2 separate regions of the Bos taurus genome follow, and region 2 is linked to region 1. The links are chromatin contacts, called in public Hi-C maps. All regions are on one chromosome and are shown on one strand. Each heading gives the region's core, a stretch centred on a gene start, on an enhancer-like site or on the middle of the called end of the contact. The rest is flanking DNA. Distances are from core to core; before and after follow the strand shown.

What was found. Hi-C and Micro-C count contacts between places; a contact is called where the count stands out from the background.
Region 2: a contact with region 1 is called in a Hi-C map of skin fibroblasts, with 3 times the contacts expected there. The contact joins the promoter of BSCL2 here to the promoter of SCGB1A1 in region 1. A contact is called at or near these places in 2 of 11 Hi-C or Micro-C datasets (skin fibroblasts and an unstated tissue).

Annotation. Positions count from the first base shown.
Region 1 is chr29:40,800,828-40,805,533 of ARS-UCD2.0, reverse strand. SCGB1A1 (secretoglobin family 1A member 1) reads right to left here and starts at 2,752. Exons shown (of 3, transcript NM_001076976.3): 1 at 2,642-2,752; 2 at 243-430. The coding sequence starts at 2,696. It overlaps LOC112444974 (U6atac minor spliceosomal RNA), which reads right to left and starts at 4,598; the gene lies at 4,473-4,598. It also overlaps a transcript of CSKMT not described here.
Region 2 is chr29:41,023,298-41,028,003 of ARS-UCD2.0, reverse strand. It overlaps BSCL2 (BSCL2 lipid droplet biogenesis associated, seipin), which reads left to right and starts at 2,498. Exons shown (of 11, transcript NM_001015589.1): 1 at 2,498-2,536; 2 at 4,049-4,365. The coding sequence starts at 4,154. It overlaps GNG3 (G protein subunit gamma 3), which reads right to left and starts at 3,049. Exons shown (of 4, transcript NM_174073.2): 1 at 2,943-3,049; 2 at 1,724-1,943; 3 at 1,226-1,325; 4 at 436-956. The coding sequence starts at 1,324. The coding sequence ends at 828.

The sequences.
Region 1 (4,706 bases), core at 1,503-4,002:
AGGAGGCTAGTGGGCTACAGCCCATGGGGTCACAAAGAGTTGGACATGACTGAGTGACTAAGCACAGCAGAGCACCAGTATTCTTGCTTGGAAAATTGCATGGGCAGAGGAGCCTGGCAGGCTACAGTCCATGGAGTTGCAGAGTTGGACATGACTGATCAGCTGAGCATGCACGCATGCCCCGAAGTGGATGACACTGCAGCCCAGGGATGCGGGCAGCAGTTGTGGAGGGAGCCGTGTACCAGGAGCTCTAACATGCTGTCCTTGGCCTTCGGGGAGAGGGTGTCTACCAGCGTCTTCAGCTGACTTGTTGCCTCTTTCATGTCTTCGTCAGGGCTGAAAGGTTCCAGGGTAGCCTCAAAGCTGGAAGGTGTTCCGGCAATGAGGTTTCCCAAGACATACAGAAGGCTGGGGCAGACCTCTGTGGATGCTGAAGAACAGAGAGGAGAGAGCCCCTGTATCCATGCCCGTGTCTAGACTGGCCAGCTCCCTGCCGGGGCCTGACCCAGATGCACACAGCTGGGCCTGTCCACAAGAGCTAGTGGCCCTCTTACCCCCAGCCTGGAGGGTGACACTCCAAGCAATTGGCTCTTTGGCGCCAAGTGGATGCCTTCTGGGTTGTGGCCAGCTTTTTGTGGCTTGCCTGAGCCTTCCTTGCGCGTCCTGGGTTGCAACGGGCAAGGTGCTACCAGCTCTTAATCTTAGAGTTCCAGGCGGAGCTCTGAGAATAGAAGCTGCTGATCTGAGTTTTTTTTTTTTTGGTGTGGTGTGTGGGGGCTGGGGAGAAGCCACAAAGGATTTTGGCTCTCACCGGAAACATGCCTCTTACTGATGGTTAGTGATGGTCTGAGCCCACGTGACAAAGTCAGGCTCTGGCAGGAAGAGGCACTTGTACCCGCCAAGCGTGAGCCCCCGAGCCTGGCCCGGAAGGGACATCCGCTGTGAGTGCTGGGCCTGTAGGCTCATCCACCCGCAGACACACCTCTGCCCCTATTCCTAGTCCCACCCCCATGTTCCTTTCATCTGAGGGCGCCCCCTTTCATGCTCTCTTTTTAGGTCCCTGCCCCCAGGATCATGGGGCTTCCCAGGTAGCTTAGTGGTAAAGAATCTGCCTGCAATGCAGGAGATTGCAGGTTCGATCCTTGGGTCTGGAAGATCCCCTGGAGAAGGAAATGGCAACCCACTCTAGTATTCTTGCTTGGGAAATCCCCTGGACAGAGGAGCCTGAGGGCTACAGTCTATAGGATTGCAAAGAGTCAGATACGACTTAGCAACTAAACAACAACAATCCCGGGATCATGGGGAGAATCACCATGCCCAGCTCTCTGTTTGCCCTGTCTTCCCATTGAGTCTTAAATCCCTGTCCTTGACTTCGTCACCTTGTGTGCAAACTCCCTTTCCTGAACTCCGAGGTTCCACCCAAAGTGGTCACTCCAAGTCAGACCCTCTCCAGAACTTAGATCCCTGTTTTGCAACTTACTGTGTCATCAGGCAAGTTACTTTATCTTTCTGTAGCTCAGTTTTCTCATCTGAAAAATGGGGGATAATGTCCCCACTTCACAGAGTTGTTGTAAGAATGGAAAGAGATAATATGTGAACGAGATTCAGCACAGGGATGGGCACAGATAAACCTTAGAGCTTATTACCGGTATTATATGTGCACACACACGGACATACAAACACATCCCAGACCCACCACCTACGTATTTCACCCTGTCTTGGTGGGCTGCACCTGGCGCTAAGATCTTCTAATTAACGTACATTTCAGTCCAAATGATGTTACTTCCCCTTTAAAACAGGCATCTCTGCACCGTACTTGTTCCTGCTGCCTCTTGGTCTCTGTTTCCCAACTCCCCCGCCACTCCCCAAGGTCATAAAACTTCTCTCTCTTTTTCTTAGGGAACTTTGAAAGTGAAGGAGTTGGAATGTGTTTACATTTTTTTGTTGTTGTTGTAGGAGTAGAAGAGACAGATAGGGAGTAAAAAGCAGCCAAGTAACCCAGTTCCCAAAAGATCAGGGGCTTCGAGGAAGATGGATCCACATCCCCTGCCCCATCACTCTCCTCTTCATGACAGCTGCAACTCTTCAGAGACTCCTAATCCTTTTTGCAGAGGACAAAAAAATGTTTAGAAATCTCCATTCTGAGTTGGCAGTTTCCAAAGGGAAGAACCCTATCTAGAATATTCTTCTCTGCCCAGAATGGGAGACCTTGCCTGGGGTTGGGTTTCTTTGGAAGCCATGAGGCTCCTTCCAGCCCCTTTGGCTAGCAGGGTGATGTGTTGACCTCAAACCTGGAGGTCTCTTGGCATCTCGGGGTCTGTCCAGTCCTGGGCTTTGGGGAGCTTGTTAGTTACTCCTGTTCTGCTGGTCACTGTGTCTAGGTGGGATCTTCTCCATCTCTGCACTTCTGAGGTTGTTGGATATGGAAGATGGGGTCTTTTACATGTTTCATCACAGCCTCAGGGCTCTGCCTAAATTCCTAAGATGGGCTTGTTTGCCAGACCCAGCTTCCTGGCTGGAAGTCAGTATTCCCAGGCTCTCCCAGCAGCCACACAGAGAACATGGACAGCTGCCCCCTCTCCTGGGCAGTGCTGGGAGAGTTGCTGAGGCTGGCTTGGGGTGGAGGACTCTGGATACTTACCAGGTCTGCAGAAGAGAGTCAGGGTGACCAGGACGATGGCGATGGTGAGCTTCATGGTGGGCAGGAGGCTGGTGGGGGAGGCTCTGGCCCTGTCTCTGGATCTGGTCTCATGGGTGATGTGCCCACTGGGATACCTTCTTATACTCTCTTGCAGTGGGGAGGGCAGGGCATGGGATCCACTTACGGGATCACATTGTTTACTTGGGCATCAGCTCGGTGGAAAAAGTAAATATTCTCGTTTCTCAACCCAGTTTCTGTCCCCAGTGAAACAGAGCTCACACAATGGGCCACCTGGGCGAGGGGAACCAGAGTCTAACGTGGAGGCAGTGAGAGTGCCTGAGTCATAGGTTTTGGAGAGCTGGCCGCCTTTGCTTCTCCCTTCGGACCTGAGTGCTGGGCAGTGCAGATGGACAGACAGCAGAGCCCGCCTGATCCTATCGTCCCAGGAGAAACTGAGGCCCAAGGCCCCGTACCAGTGGCGGTGACAGGACTAAGACTGGGGTTTCCTGATACTCCAACGGGCTCTGCTCCAAGGAAGTGGCTGGACTTCAAGCCTCTGGAGTCATGCGGTCCAGAGTGTCTTGTGGTCAGACTTGGGCGAGACCCTGGACTGAAGCACGTTGACAGATTAAGTTCTCCAGAAACCTAATGCCCAGGTCGGGTTGGAGGACGCACTGTGCCAGCCGGGTCTGGAGTCCTGCCTTCCTGATGACAAATCCATGGGCGCTTCAGGCCTCATAGCACTTGACCTCTTCATGGCCTTAACCTCTCACCATTTCCTTCTTGGATTGTTCTCTCTCCTGTGCTCCCACGACTCTCTGCTTTCCTGTTTTCCTCCCTGGCCATCCTTGTTCTTTGAATGTTGATTCTTTATTGACCGAGCTCCTGTGTTGGTGGCTCCAGGCTGTGACCGTGGCCCCTTCTGACACCATGTCAGTGGCAGCCTCCTTTCTTCTCCAAAGCCTGTGCCTTAGAACACAGGCCTCCCCGACTCAGAGTCACCTCCTAAATGACCTTCTGCCTCCTGGCTCTTCCTCCTTGGCCATCCTGGGAAAGGCCACTAGAATGATCTGTTTAAAGTCTGCTTATCGTATCCTCCTCCTTCTTGAAACACTTTTAAAGCTGCCTTGGGCGGATGCGATAAAATTCAAGTGCAACTTATGAGGCCCTTGTCCACTGGCCCTTGCTTACCATTTGAATCTCATTCCTCTGCTCTTCTGCGTGGAATCTTTTTTCTTTTTTTTCCCAGAATAAATTCGATAACAGAATTGTGGACTTTTCAGTTTACTTATCAAACTGCTGCTGCTGCTGCTGCTAGGTCACTTCAGTCGTGTCCAACTCTGTGCGACCCCATAGACGGCAGCCCACCAGGCTCCTCTGTCCCTGGGATTCTCCAGGCGAGAACACTGAAGTGGGTTGCCATTTCCTTCTCCAATGCATGAAAGTGAAAAGTGAAAGTGAAGTCGCTCAGTTGTGTCCGACTCTTAGCGACCCCATGGATTGCAGCCTACCAGGCTCCTCCATCCATGGGATTTTCCAGGCAAGAGTACTGGAGTGGGTTGCCATTGTCTTCTCCAAACTACTAGAAAATTTAATTTTACATAATTTATAAAGTCTCCACATCACTATCCTAAACTTCATTTAATTTTCACTTAAGTTTCTGTTTTAAATTTATTTTTACTTGATTGATCAATACTTTACAGTATTGGTTTGATTTCTGTCATACATCAACATGAATTAACCATAGGTGTACATATATCCCCTCCCTCTTGGATCTCCCTCCTACCTCTCACCCATCCCCACCCCTCTAGGTTATTACAGAGCCCCACTTTGAAAAAAGTGGTTAGCTGCCACGAAGTTGGTGGCCATGCCTTAACCGTATGCGTGTGGTCAGGCCGGAGAGCCTCTTCGATCCTTGTCAAGGGGAGTGCTAACCTTCTCTCATTTCATACAACACTCCTGCATGGAAATTGAACTGTCTTAGTACATGCTGATTTGGGAATAGTCCTTGTTTTTCTCCATGCCTTTTTACCTTCGTACAAGCTGTGCTTCTTGCCTGGAACAC
Region 2 (4,706 bases), core at 1,249-3,748, 220 kb before region 1:
GCCATCTTGGAGGGGGCCTGCTGTGGGCGCAGCCATCTTAGAAGTAAAACCGGCCCCTCCTCAGGAACTGGAATTGAGCTCCTCCCCTCTCGCTGGGTACCTCCTGTCTTCGACTTCCCTCGGGAATCCCTTCCTAAGTTCACCCGGTTCGGTCTGTTTTCTTTTTCATTTGTCTTCATTGCGTTCTTGTGTACGTGTAGGAGTGCTCTCTGTAGCCTCTGAGTGCCTGTTTGTAACAGTTCTTCCACTTGAGACCCTTTTGCTCTCCATCCCCTCTAACCCGACGGATCTCTGATCCTAGAGAATGTCTAACGCGCTTTGACTGGCCCCGTTCCCTAGTTATGGCAAGCTTTTCTACCTATCGCACCCACCACCGAATCTATTGACTGATGAGCCTCTCCCCCCAAGAACGGTAACACCGGAGCTGTCCTCTGAGACTCGGGATGACTTTATTCTTCACATGGCTTTAGCCTCCCAATAGCTTCAAGGTGAGACTGAGAGCAAGCACCCAGCCCATCCCTCTCTCCATTGTCTGAGCAGGTCACAGAGGGAAGCCGGCGGGACGCTGACAGAGTCTGACAGCCCTTCTGTGGGTGGAGCTACGGGTGCCCCGAGTCACAGGCTGCTTTGGGTCTGCCACAGTGGGCAAGGAAATGGAATCAGCAGACAGGTGAGGGAGGGCTTGGGCTTCAGATAACCTCACAGGGTTGGGCAAGGGCTAGGGGTGGGATGCAGGAATCCTCGGGGGCTCACGACAGTTACTGACATAAATAAGGAAGGGCCCGGGAGAGGGAAAGGTGAAGAGTTGTGAAGAGGAACAGGGCAGCTCAGAGGAGAGCACAGAAGAATTTCTTCTCCCGGAAGGGGTTCTCCGAAGTGGGCACAGGGGTGATGAGGGGATCCTCACAGGCGTGGGCATCACAGTAAGTCATCAGGTCTGCTGCTGCCTTGGACACCTGGGGCACAGCCAGGAGGGGAATTGTTAGCCAGAAATCCCGAAGGGGGCTGCAGCCTCCTTCCCCAAACAGATTATCTTTTGCGATCTTTAGGACTTCGTAAGACAGTCTTCCCTCAGCACCCACAGAGACCTGGAGCCAGCTTTCCTTACAGACGCCAAGACTCCTTCCATGATCTTAAGGAGTCAGTGAAAGAAAGCCTCTCTTAGCCTCAGGTTTGGGTACCTAGGTACAGCCTTCCAACTAATGGGATCCAGGGCCCCACCCACCTTTATCCGGCACAAGCTGGCTTCAATCTTAAGCTGTTCCACCATCTTGCGGGCTTGCCCAATACTCATAGTGCTGTTCACAGGGGTCTCCCCTTTCATCCTGGAGGAAAGAGACAGCTCAGAGCGTGCTAGAGGGCCCTGCACAATCTCAGCTGAAGGTCCCTTCCCCCATTACGCCTCATCAACCATTGCAAGGCTGGGTCATATGCCCTAATATTTTACTCCTCTCTTATCCCCAACCTCCCTGGCCTTTCCCATCTCCCAGTTCCTCAGCTAAGGAAATAGAGAAGTGAAGTGAGATGCTCCCAAACTCGTACAAGGGCTGGGCTTCAGATCATTAAACATATGGATGACTGCAGGCTTTACAGCCCTCAAGCTATGTGTTCCCAGCTCTGAAAACCACAACTATAAAGAGCCCCGCCCTAATGAGGAGGGCACATAACCCCCACCTGCCCCCTTGAGCCCCAAAGGGAGAAAAGCCGGATGCTCCTTACTCACCTGAGGCCACAGGCAGCGACAGTCCTGGGGAATCTGATCAGTGGGGTGCACCAAAACCTTCTGCCTGAGATGGGTGCCCCCACCTTGCAGGGAGTTGCAGCTGAGAGTATCTGACGCAGCAGCAGAGGCAGCTAATACAGAGAAGGCCACTGGAGAGGGTCAGGTCAGAGGCCAGTGGAGGGCTGGTCCCTGTTTCTGCAGCTCCAGCACTAGCTGATACCTGAAGGATGAAGGATGCTAGAAGGAGCAGCTCAGATCCTGGCATATACCAACTGTCTGGCCAGTGGGGGAGCCTGGCTGCTGCCTGCAGCCCCTGTGCACACCCCCACTGTTACTGTCTCACTGCCTGCCCTTCCCCATAGCAGGCATCCAGAGTCTGGGCTAGAGCCCTCCCCAAAGGAGCTGGAAGTAGCTGAGCCCCAGGCAGACACCCCCCTCAAATGGGGTGGTCTGGACCTGTGACAGCCCCTGCAGTGAAGTCAGTACAGACTGCGTGAGACCCTGCTCATTTGAAATTCTGACATCAGCTGGCCAGTCGCCCCCTCCATCCCTCCTCCCTCTACTCTGACACAGCATTTAGCACCTGAATCTTCGTTTCTCTTCCAGGGACCCTCCATTCCCCATATCCAGGAAAATGTGATGAGCTACAGGTTTCAGCTTCTAGATCACCACTTAACGTTCTAGCTACAAGTGGAAAATCCAAGGGCAGCAAGGTCCATCAGAAGGATGTCTGAAGAAATGGCAGACCAAAGAGAAGAAGCTGGGGAAAAAGAGGCATGCAGAGACCAGATCAAAGAATCCGACAAAGAAGAGGTAGGGGAGAGTCGGTGGGTGTTTCTGGAAATAGATGGGCTTACTGGATGCGTGTGTGTGTGTGTGTGTGTGTGTGTGTGTGTGTGTTGGTTTGAGAGATTGCCTCTTACGTCTGCAGCGTTGTGCGTGGTGCTGTGGGGAGTGCAAAGATGTGCGCAACACTGACCCTACCCTCCGAGGAATCTTGTTTAGGGTGAATAGACACATACAAAATAGAAAGAGCCACCCACCAAGACCTAGTCTAGATAATGCGCTGTGGGAACTCAGAGAAAAAGTCTGGTTAGGGTCGCAGGAGGTCGATGACGCGTCTTTAAAGCTGGAGACAAGTCACGGGCCTGAAATGCTACCACTCTTGTCAGCAGGTGCCAGCCAGCCCGCCGGGGCATCACGCAAAATTCCCAGGTACCTGCAGATTGCAACGTTCTCGGGGTGAATGCTCTCTGCCTTGGAAGCCCAAGGAGATGTGCGCAATAAAAATCAGCGCCTGTTAGACGCCCGCTTCTCCCCCATTTTGGGGTTAAATGATAATGAAGGTGTAGGCGGAGTGCCGCGATTGCGGCCTCAAGGGGCTGGCTGGGAGGGATGCTGCTGACTCATAGCATTTCCTGGAGCATATCTTGTAGCCTAGAGGGAGATGCCTATCCGCTTTGGTTTTGGTTACCAAAAGGGGAGGGGGCAACGGACCACGGGGAGGGAGAGAGCCGGCGCTTGGAGGTGGGAACCTGGCCTCCTAGAAGGCCCCGCCCCCTGCGCTGGGCCCCGCCCCGGACGAACCCCGCTCCCCTGCGCTACAGAGGCGGCCGGCGGAAGGGGGCGGGACTTCCCTGGGAGGCGGAAGAGCCTTCTCGCCGTTGCCCTGGCAGCGCGCGTGGCTGGTGAGTCTGCGGAGCCGCGGCTGCGGGCTGGATGGTTTCTATGGTGGTGCGGTTGCGTGGGGACTCCGGGCGCCGTGCCCGTCACCGAACCGGAGGGGTCTGGCGGGGAGCGGCCGTTGGCCGCAGGACACCCTGCCTGGCGCGGTCTTGTCTGGGAGCGAGCGCAGCTCGAGGAGGAGAGAAGCAACTTGGGAAGCAATAGTGGCTGCGGTGAGGTTGCTGGCTTTGAGTCCAGCTGTGCGACCTTAGGCAGGTCGCGAACTATCCGTGCAGCCACCTCGCAGTGTGGAATCGTGTGCATAAGTCCGCCTTAGAAGAATTTTAAGGCGTTCATCCTCTGTATGTAATATGTTTCTATGAATGACCATCAAAGTGGCCTGTCCTAGAATCAGGTGACCCGAGGATGGGTTCAACTGAGGAACTCTAGCACAGGGGGGTGGTGAGAAAGCTCGGTGGAGGAAGGGAAGGGATAATTGGCTGAGAAACACAATCAGTTGGAGAAAAGCCATATAAAACAAAGGCTTTGCTATGTCTTGCTGTCTCTGGTTCCTCAAAGGCTTTCTGGTCAGTGTGTCCTTTTTGTCTTCACCTCCCGCGTGAAACGAGCCATTCTTTCCCCTTCTCGGTCTTTTTCCAGGAACCACCAGCTGCTTCGTCCCATGGCCAGGAGTGGCGTCCAGGTGGCAAAGCACCTAGGAACCCAAAGCCTGAACCCGGGGCCAGACCCCCTGCACTCCCCGTCATGGTCAATGACCCACCAGTACCTGCCTTACTGTGGGCCCAGGAGATGGGCCACGTCATGGCAGGCCGTGCCCGCAAGCTGCTACTGCAGTTTGGAGTGTTCTTCTGTACCATCCTCCTCCTGCTCTGGGTGTCTGTCTTCCTCTATGGCTCCTTCTACTATTCCTATATGCCGACAGTCAGCCACCTCAGCCCCGTGCATTTCCACTACAGGTGAGAAGGGTCTTCTATCGAAGTAGAGGAATCCTGTGAGAGAATTGCTGCGAGCACCGTTGGCACTTGTTGAGGACAACCCTCTTACTTACAGACGAGGACACTTGAGCCTAGTGCACTTGTATTGATTTATAGCCCAAGGTTGGGGCAGGTCTGGGCTGGTAGGGCTCTAGGGTCCTAGTCCTGTCTCTGGTTAACTGAAATCTGGTTTAAAAAAACAAAAAAAGCCCTCTCCTAGACTGTCACTATGAGGGTCAGTTCAATTTAGGCTGGATCAGATCTCTCTCAGGGCTACTGTAGACTTTTGAGCTAACCCAACCTCTCAAGTCATCTCAGAACTA